2 separate regions of the Gasterosteus aculeatus genome follow, and region 1 is linked to region 2. A link is a contact called in public Hi-C data. All regions are on one chromosome and are shown on one strand. The core of a region is the stretch at or near the end of the contact, and the rest is flanking DNA. Distances in the headings are between cores, read along the strand shown.

What was found. A called contact is a pair of places that touch in the nucleus more often than the background predicts.
Region 1: a contact with region 2 is called in a Hi-C map of blood and trunk muscle, with 2.1 times the contacts expected there. The contact joins the enhancer-like site here to the promoter of gata2b in region 2. A contact is called at or near these places in 6 of 6 Hi-C or Micro-C datasets (blood and trunk muscle, liver, skeletal muscle and 2 more).

Annotation. Positions count from the first base shown.
Region 1 is chr17:10,398,491-10,403,037 of fGasAcu3.hap1.1, reverse strand. It overlaps eefsec (eukaryotic elongation factor, selenocysteine-tRNA-specific), which reads left to right. Exons shown (of 7, transcript XM_040202727.2): 5 at 565-1,209; 6 at 2,705-2,861; 7 at 4,528-4,547. Among protein-coding and RNA genes, the nearest start is that of ruvbl1, 5.7 kb to the left of the region's middle. Within about 2 kb of position 1,542, at least 5 of the 9 cell types and tissues checked have open chromatin away from gene starts, as enhancers often do.
Region 2 is chr17:10,341,911-10,347,075 of fGasAcu3.hap1.1, reverse strand. gata2b (GATA binding protein 2b) reads right to left here and starts at 2,375. Exons shown (of 6, transcript XM_040204785.2): 1 at 2,201-2,375; 2 at 1,606-2,001; 3 at 674-1,234. The coding sequence starts at 1,831.

The sequences.
Region 1 (4,547 bases), core at 293-2,792, 57 kb before region 2:
GAGGGAAGGATGAGGGGACCCTGGGTCCGTGGGTAATTTGGACCAGATGCCCACTTTCAGCCAGGCTCAGCAGTTCTCTGTACATTTCTCTTGTCCACCTCTTGGTGGCAGCAAATGGCTAAATTAACAGTTATTTGTTATGGAGTGTTGATCTGTGCCTCTACTGCTGATCTGTAGTAGACAAATAGTGAAATAGACAACAAAAACAAGCACAAAAAAATTGTGGTATGCCATATCCCGCAATCAAGGATTGTTGGTTTCCGTTCTCAGCTGCAAGTTCTGAAGCAACAGTGCATATTTAATGAAAATTGTATAATTTTTAGCTCTTAAATGCAAAAACTAGGTGGAAGCTGAATAACGATTGATTGAAATGGTAAAAAACTAACAACAAACACATCCGTCGCTGCAGCATTATGAGTTAAGACAAAGTGTATTCATCAGCCATAATGTACCGTGCTGTGGATTGATGTACTTCATGCTTTCTCTTGTCAGTTGTGTGTAAATATACCCTTAAAGAAGTATTAATATATTTTGCACTTGTATCTCTATGCTCTCTGACGTTAGGTGACAAAGAAGATAAAGTCCGTGCAGATGTTTCGGAAGCCAGTGTCGGGCGCCATGCAGGGGGACCGCGTGGGTGTGTGTGTGACACAGTTTGACCCTAAACTGTTAGAGCGGGGTGTGGTGTGCACCCCAGGGTCCCTGCGCACCCTGTATGCAGCAGTCATCTCTGTGAGGAAGATCGGCTACTTCAAGGGCTCTCTTGCCACCCGCGCCAAGTTCCACATCACAGTGGGTCATGAGACGGTCATGGCGAGGGTGATGTTCTTTGGCCTGCCACCTGCTGATGCCTCGCAGCCGCCCTCAGACACTAAGCCGTCTCCCCCTCAGCCCTGCTCACTGGACTCCCCCTTCTCCTTCGAGAGGGAGTACTTCTACCAGGATGAGTATGTCACTGGTCAGGGAGAGGCCAGTCTGGGTCCTGAGCCACAACAATGGGCCTTGTTGGAGTTTGAGAGGCCGGTCACATGCCCCTCACTCTGCCTGGTGATTGGTTCCAAGCTGGACACAGATATCCACGCCAATGCCTGCCGGTTGGCTTTCCAGGGCCGTTTGCTGCAGGGGTTTGAAGATAAAGGCTACGCTGAGACGGCCCTGCCTCGTCTGCGCATCTACAAGACCAAACACAAGGAGGGTCAGGTGGAAAGGGTGAGTGGGACACGCTTTCTATTTGAAATGAGTCTCTTTTTTTCGTCTTTTCTGACTGGCATCTTCTCTGCTCACCCGTGAGTGGTACCCTTCCTCCTCTGCCCTCTCTGTCACCTTGCGCTCCCTCTAGCTGTGTTTCCCCTTTGGATGTTTCTCATTGCTGGTGGCAGTGGACCGTGCCTGGCAGACAGAGCCCCTATTGTAAAGTCATAAACATGCACACACAAACAACCACGCACATTCAGCCCTGGTGATCAGTGTCTCCGGCTCTGGCTGGGTGTGCATGCCTTAGCAGGCAGCGTGACGCAGAGGTGTGCGTGGGTGGCGCACTGACGCCACCAGCTCTGTCTGCCTGTCAGAGGTTGGCCCTGTTTGGATACACCTGAGCGGCGCAGGAATACCCACATGGCTGTGTCAGTTAAGCGCCACTTTCTTCCTGCTCAGCTTCTTTCTCTCTCACACATGCACATTGCTTTTTGGTCCAGTGAGACTGTTGTTGCGCTCTGTCCTGAATCCTGAGCTCCCGTTCATGCCGAGCCGATCCATATCTCGGCTTATCTGATGCTGTTTCTTTTTTCTTATTGATTTCAGCTGATTTGAGAATTTTTCAAGAAGTCAGGACCCTCCAAACTTCCACTGTTTGTATTCCATCTGAACATGTAGTGACTCTCTTCTTCTGCCCTGTACAGTTGAGTGTTTCTGTGTGCGCCCTTGTCAGGTTCAGCCTCAGGTCAGGGGTCAAGCGTGTGAACTAGTTTCCTGCTGTTAGCACCTCAGGGTGTTGACAGCTCCAGTCAGTGACTCAGAATTGGAACAGCGTGAGGAAGAAGTCAGACTTTGGTCATGTGGCATTACGTTTGTTCTTCATCTATCTCACAGAGAGGGGCAGTTATGGTCCTTTTTGTGGAAGAACACATTGCTGGCATTGTCGAGACGTGACGGCCTCCTCTAGTCACAATTCATACGTCTGTCAGACGTGTAAAGCAACTGTATTTTTTTTAATCAGCGCATCAGTCACGCTGGAGGGACGTCTGGGTCAAATGTTCAAGAATGAATGAGAGTCAGGCAGAAGAGAGGGAGAACGGGTAGTGGGGGAGGTCAGTTGGAGACAGAGCGGTGCCCTCATGTTATCAGATTAGTGCCGGGTTAGATCGACTTAGTGATGGATGATAAGAAAGAAGTACAAACAAATACAACATAAAATATGCAGTATGAAAGGGATAGAGTGAGACAGCAAGGCGGCAGGCCTCGGAGAATGTGGCTTCTGGCATGTCATACAGTTGGGGAGGGGACACGGCAGACTATCAGCTCCTTATCCTCCCTCTGCTGTCACGAGTGAGTAAAATCCTGAAACGCCACAAGACGTGGACATCAGAGGAATTCAATATGAGATTCCGCTACTAAAATACACCCCGACATTTTCACACTCATAAACAGATGATCACATAATACTGTATTAAAATTCTTTGTATTAACGCTGCTCTTTCCTGCTCAGGTGACTGACGATTATTCTGTGATTGGCCGCAACCTGTTCAAGAAGGAGACCAACCTCCAGCTCTTTTTGGGGTTGAAGGTCGTACTGTCTACAGGCGAGACTGGCGTTGTGGAGGGTGGGTTTGGCCAGAGCGGGAAGTTCAAGATCCGAATACAAGGTAAGGTTCACCTGAGGTGAGACGTTACTGCATCTTCACCTCTGTTTCACCATGACCAAAACCAGCGCTGCTGCGTCACGCCCATAAAACTCCCTGTAGCTTTTAGGAAGGTCGCATCGCCACGTCTTCAACAAATACACACATCCAGAGCACTTTCCCGATCGGGGCTCTGCGGACCGTTTTCAGGATGCGGTAATAGTGGTAGGCCCGACATCCTGAGCCACATTCCCAGGATTCCTCTGGGGATTGCCTGTGTTCCGGGGGAAGTCTGTTCCCTGTTTATTTTACCTTCTGTTGCTCCGAGCCCACTGCTCCACACCGGGAGGGAAGAGAAAACAAAAACATTTAGAAAGAGAACCTCACCTACATCCTCTTCATTCTCAAAAGTCTGAGACACCGTAACGCACACTTCTCCTGGAATACAGACGTTCAGCGGTTTTCATCTAACACTTTAAAACAGAACATTCTGTTGATAAGATAACAATTAGTTTTCATCACCTATTCATCTACTCACTATTATCCGTATTATTACATAAGAACTGTGTGGTTTCCTTAAAGCCTAAGGCAATACGGTCACATTTGTTGTTCTGCTTGTCAACAAAAGAATAATTTTAGTATAACTCAAAGAAAAGCAGTAAATATGATCACATGTGAAATCTTGATTTAGAGTGTTTTGTAATTCGTGTTGATAAATTCATTCCTTTATTCTCTTATCTGTCATAAGGAAAGGAAACACGGTGGTCTAAGCGTGATTTTATACTGCTCCTAATAAACTTCACTTCACTAACCAACTTAACTGCCGACACTATTTTATTTCTCCACCAAAGCTAAATTTGACATCTGGTGTTTTTTATTTTGGATCTGAATCTACTGTCGAGTATGCGTACGCCACTAGTCATCCGTAAAAATGCTTCACGTGCACTGATCTTGATTCTCAGGCTTTAGTGGTTCAGTTTTTTTTATTACACAGTAGTTGGTAAACATTTTAGACATATCTTCCTTATACAAATGTATTTGAGGGCAATTCTAATGTCTCACTTGTATGTGAACCGAAATCACTGACGTTTGGCCGTGCGAGTGTGTTCTGTGGTAATAAACGGAAATATTTAGCTGATCATAGATAACGAGAAGATTTCTATCTGCACTGTAACCATAACAACCCTCACACTGGCATAACCATAACAAGAAGAATGCTGGCGCCGTTGTACGTGAGGTCAGACAGCCAGCATGTAAAGCAGTGAACCTATAACACTTCTTACCTTCCTTGTGTAGAATGAGCAGCCACATGCAGAGAGACGCGGGGTTAGATATGGCAGCGTAGCTTCATTTTTTAAATGCGTGCACAGGCTCACGGCTCAGTGCACCAGAGCACGAGGCCCAAGTGACAAACGCAGAACGTGGCAGAGCGACCGGTTACTTCTCTTCTATTGGTTCATTGGTTACATCAGGAAGACTGAGGCATCAGATCCAGTACCTACTGCACACATAACCAGGAACAAAGGCTCTCTATCCAGCACTAGATATAACTACACTTAGATGATTAGGTTGACCCAGGTGCTGCACACAGTACAAGACCGACGTATTACATAAAGCAATCTATAATGATTTATTTTTATTTTTATAGATCGGCCTTTTTACTTGACCTGCTTGTTTATCTTTTCTCCAGAGGGTCTTTTCCCTGAGACC
Region 2 (5,165 bases), core at 1,126-3,625:
ATCAGCCGTTTGATTTATTAGCCTATTATTGTTATTAGAATAATACGATTTCCATAATCATAAGGAAGCTAAAAATCACAGCCAGCACATGCTGGCATACATAACAAAAAAAAACAAAAGAAAATAACCTTCGTACAATTTGGAATTTATTTACTTAGTTTTACAGGATGTCTGAATTTTAAACAGTATATTAGATGGCGACTGTTGTTCAAAGGTTAAAATGTATTTTTCTTTGACAACTATGGCCTCATAAGGAGGTGTCTGGTAATAACGTTTTAGATCGGCTTGATTTTAGCTATGGTTTATAAACCTATTTAGTATTAATATCCAGTCTAATTGTGTATGCTTGTGTATTAACGCGATTGTGAAATAATAATTTTAGGAATAGTTAAATATGGCAGTAAAAGCTGCACGATTTGGTCTATAAAAATGCTTACTTGAGCCACAGATTCATAAAGAGACTGCCACGGAATTTTAAAAAAAATGCATGCAGTTATTTTGTATTTGCCTGGGACCAATTAGTTCGACTTTTAGTGTAATCACCACTGATTCGCTACAGAACAGCAGACCGATCCAAACCCTCTCTGACTATTTTCGGGTAGAATTGAGCTCGTTGTAAAACTAGTCCCAGGTGTGTTTGCGGTGGACTCACCGATGCACGAGCGTGTCTTGCCTTTGTTCCTCGAGCTGAAGCCGGACGACGCGCCCAGCAGGCTGCCCGGGTGGAACAGACTGCCGCCGTACTCGTGCGCCGCCGGCAGCGAGTAGGTCGGATACGTCGCTATGGGGTGATGCGTGGAGGGGGTCTGCGCGCTCATGGAGGCCAGACTGCTCCTCAGCGGACCGCAGTCCTCCAGCTTCATGCCCTCCGATAACGACACGTGGTATTTGATAGATTCCTTCTCGTCCATTCTGGCGGCGGAGGGAGACGCGGCCCCCGGGTCCGGTGATACGTCCTTTGGTGGCGTCGGGGGGAAAGCGTACAGATGCGGGCTGGAGTGGGACGACGGCGTTAACGAGGATGCGGAGGCCGCGTTGGAGCCGCTGCTGCACGGGTAGACGGCGGAGAGGCCGCCGGGGGACGCGGAGCCGCCGTGGTGGAGGCTGGGCTTGCTGAAGGGGCTGACGGACCAGGCGTTGTGGTGGTGGTGGTGGTGAGCCGACAGGGCGGCTTTCCCCCCGTCCAGCCATGAAAGCCCCGGGCTGTGGATGAGATGAGGCCCCGTCAGACGAGCTGAGAAATACAAAAAGACCAAAATTGATGAGGATGATTGATTCTGCATTACTTTTTTTTTGTCACTTGCGAGTTTGAATGCAAAATGAAGTACACTTGTTGATTCACTAGCCTGATTTAAGGTAACATAGCCTGAAATAGTATATATGAAATACATACCTAAACTAAGAAATAATATGTCGCATATTGCACTATTTATTTGTAAATCCCAATTATAACATCTCCCATTTTTATTATCTGGAGGGATAATAAAAATGGGAGATTTTTATTATCCCTCCCACCCCTTTTATTATCTCTTTTATTATCGGTAATAGTTACTTTTGCCTAGTCAATACATTCCATACTACAAAGGCCATTGTAGCTCATCTTACCATGCGCCTGGCTGTAGGACACTCTGGCCCTCGCAGAGTTATGGTAGTACGGGTTTCCTTGTGAGTCCAGGTGATTAAAGAAAACATCCACCTCATCCGGAGGCAGGAGCTGCGCCGTGGGCTCCATGTAGTTGTGTCCCAGGCCGTGGTGATGAGAGTCCGGGTGTTGTCCGTTCAGCATCGCATGGTGATGCATCCAGCGGGGCTGATCAGCCGCCACATCCATCGTGGTGGCTTCTGTGTTTCCGCGCTTTGGAGTGAACGAGTATCCAGAGGGAGAGGGTGGTCTAAAATGGTGTGTTCTTTACCAGATCTTCACTGTGTCCATTTAATGCAGTGTTTCCTCTGACTTTAAATCCCCTCTCTCCTCCTTGATATCGAGTCGAATTTGAAAACCTGCAAAAAAGATCAAACATCGGATGTTAATATTTTCAAGAGAGGGGGGGGGGGGCAGCTCATGTGTTGCGAGCAAAACAACTCGTCTACACGCAAAGTATTTACTACTGCATCACTCTGCTCACAACTCGTCCGCGAACCAATGCGCGCATTCTCACTTAAAAACGCTCAACACGACACTCAGACAAACACTGCGTACCTCTGCCGCGGCTATTAGCTGGCGCGGTTTGGGAGAAGTGTCCCCTCCGTGTCCCCTCTGTGCTGCGGCGGGTCCTCTCCGGTAGTCGGCTGGTGTTTGTCAAGAGTCCTCTCCGTCCGCCGGGACTTAAAGCAACACGTACCAGTGCGGGTGACAGCGCGCGGCCCGGCTTGTCAAGCTCACGGGGCGGAGTCTCCGTTAAAGATTTGACTCAGCCAATTGCAAACCACCTCTGCAAAACCTCAGAGTCCCTCCTCCTCCCTCGCCCCCCCCCCCCCCCCCCCCCCCCCCAACCAGAAAAAAAGACCCTTCAATAACACTCGCACGGAGAGACATGGCCTGGCAGCTCAGGGCGGAGACATTATGACTTTGTTTTATGTTTATTTATTCTATGGAATTCAATGTTTCAGTGTAATATTAATCACGAGTGTAATATTCCCAAAATCTGGCTGTTTATAGGCATTAGTCTCCCCGGTGAATTCCATTTTGTATAATTTCATAATCACGGTAAATTATTGCAAATATTAGCCACGGAGATGTCTCAAATATAATTGGACTATACATCATTTTACTTTTGGTGCTCAAAGCGCCATAATTGGACAAACTCAAAAGTAATGTCTCTATCCAGTAATGATGTGTGACTAGTTAATATGCGGACTACGGTTGAAAGTAGCTACCAAAACAATTCTGGAGAGAGCTGTCCCGTTAATGAACCATTGTTTCAACAATACAGACTAAAATAAGTGTGTTCTGGTGTGTTTACATCTCTTGGTGACAAATATATGGAAATTCACTAGGCTATATTTATTTGCCTGTGGTCACGCTCGGCCTTCGTGAAGCAATATTTCTAATTGTGAAAACACAATTTCCCCCAAAAAATAAAGCAATGATTTTTAAGAGTTATAATCTATACACTAAACTCTTGTTAAGATGCGTTCAGGGTTATACTCACGCATTTGGTTTACATTTAGGTGAAGAAACAATGTTTTGTTTAGTAATATGTCCCTCTCTCTCTCTCTCTCTCTCTCTCTCTCTCTCTCTCTCTCTCTCTCTCTCTCTCTCTCTCTCTAACTGTCTCTCTCTGTCTCTCGCCCTTCTAACCCCCCTCTCCCTCGCTCCCCCCTCTCTCTCTCTCCCCTCTAGCCCCTCTCTACCCTCGCACATGATTGACAGACACTAATTGAAGAGGGAGCGCGTGCAGCCCCAACCGGCGGACACGGCCGCCTGCTCGACGCCGTCTCCTGACGTCATTGCCTCACAGTGAAGAAGAAAAACAGAATCAGGACATGAACTTTTCCTAGTGAGAGAGAGATAGAGAGAGGGCGAGAGAGCGAGGGAGGGAGATGGGGGGAGATGGGGGTCCTCCGTCTGCTGCAGTCCCAGTGGGTGATCTCAAAGAAGGACACTGACCCTAAGGAGCATAAACAGTGCGTCACCCTGGATGTAAGACCAGGCCAACCAGCACTGCGTGGCAAACCACTGCCAAGGCAATAAATACGCAAATATTAGATTACATTCAATTCTATTGGAAAAAAATGTAATGCATCATGGGATTCCAACGGAAACCGCTGTGCGAGAAGAACACTGCCGAACTAAAAGGAAACAATGTTGCCGTAAAGCAGTCTGAGTTTTTTAGTTTATTTTATTGGGCTCCCTATCTTGCCTTTGAGCAAAATAACTGCGTAAAACCTCTGAGGCAATTAACATGAACCCTTCCGCTGTGGTCAAAAACGCCCATTTTTCGAAATTCCGAAAAAGGAGGCGATGAACATGGAAGCAGAATGTTCATCTGACTGAAACTCGAAAAGTATTCATTCTCTTTAAGTGTGCTACAACTCACAGCTATCCAGTTATTATTAGAGCGGTTTTTGTTGGGCCGAAACTTGAATGACAGCACTATCTATCTATTTGTTTTGCTATCTCTATTTCTTTATCTTTCTTTCTTTCTTTTTAACATATAAAATAAAACATATATTCCAGAACAACTTCCCTTAACGTCCCTCTTAAAATCCGTGATAAACGTCAAAGTCGGGTGATTAAAAAGCCTGTCTAGATAAATCCGTTTGTTTTTCTATGTGAAGAACTGAAATTCCTCATTTACACAGTGAAAACAATTCCTTTCTTTCAGTATTAAGAGGAAATCTGCCGCATGGACTGAAGAAAGCCGAACATACCGGGGGGACAAGCGTGGCAGCATTAGAGCTCATCAGCATGATAATGTGGAAATACACATGCTTTGAGTGTGAGCCCTTTTGATCTGGCGTGGCGATAAAAACCTTATCGGCGCCGAACATCCACTTCCATTTTAGGATTTGACATTAATTCAATCCACCCTCCTTTTTTTTTTCTACTGGTCTTTTTTCTCATACGAGCGCAGTGAGGTCACAGTCCGATTCAGCTGCGAGAATCTCATTATGAGACTGCCAATGGAAGGAAGTAGTTTTACCTCATAATACAGATAAAAATGAAATGTCACTATGGTTTGAATGCTAAAAATGACAATAGATAAATAGGCTAATATAAACGTTTATTATTAGTATTCATCTTAATTAAGGCTGAATTAATTTGCTGTAGGGGATTATTATTTGGGCTCGTGCTATTATTATGACGAAGATTTTTTTATTTTACATTTTGTGTAGCATTCTTCATTGTGCATTAAGTTAATCATGTTCTGCACCAAGAGCTTATTGCATTGACACGTGCACGTATGTATCTATACGTGTTGTCGTGTGTGTGTGTGTGTGTGTGTGTGTGTCCGTGTGTTGAGTCGCTCCCCCAGATTGAAATAGAAATCCAATGCTGGTGGGATCCCGGGGTCCCGCTGATTATAACCCATCCCCGGGTAATTTTTCATCGGTGCTGGCTAATCTTTGTTCTTTGTGAAGATAATAAATAGCCTAATCGTTATCAGCGAGCTGCTGGAGGTGTCGGGGAGAATGGGGGCTGATCGGCCCGGGAAATAGGC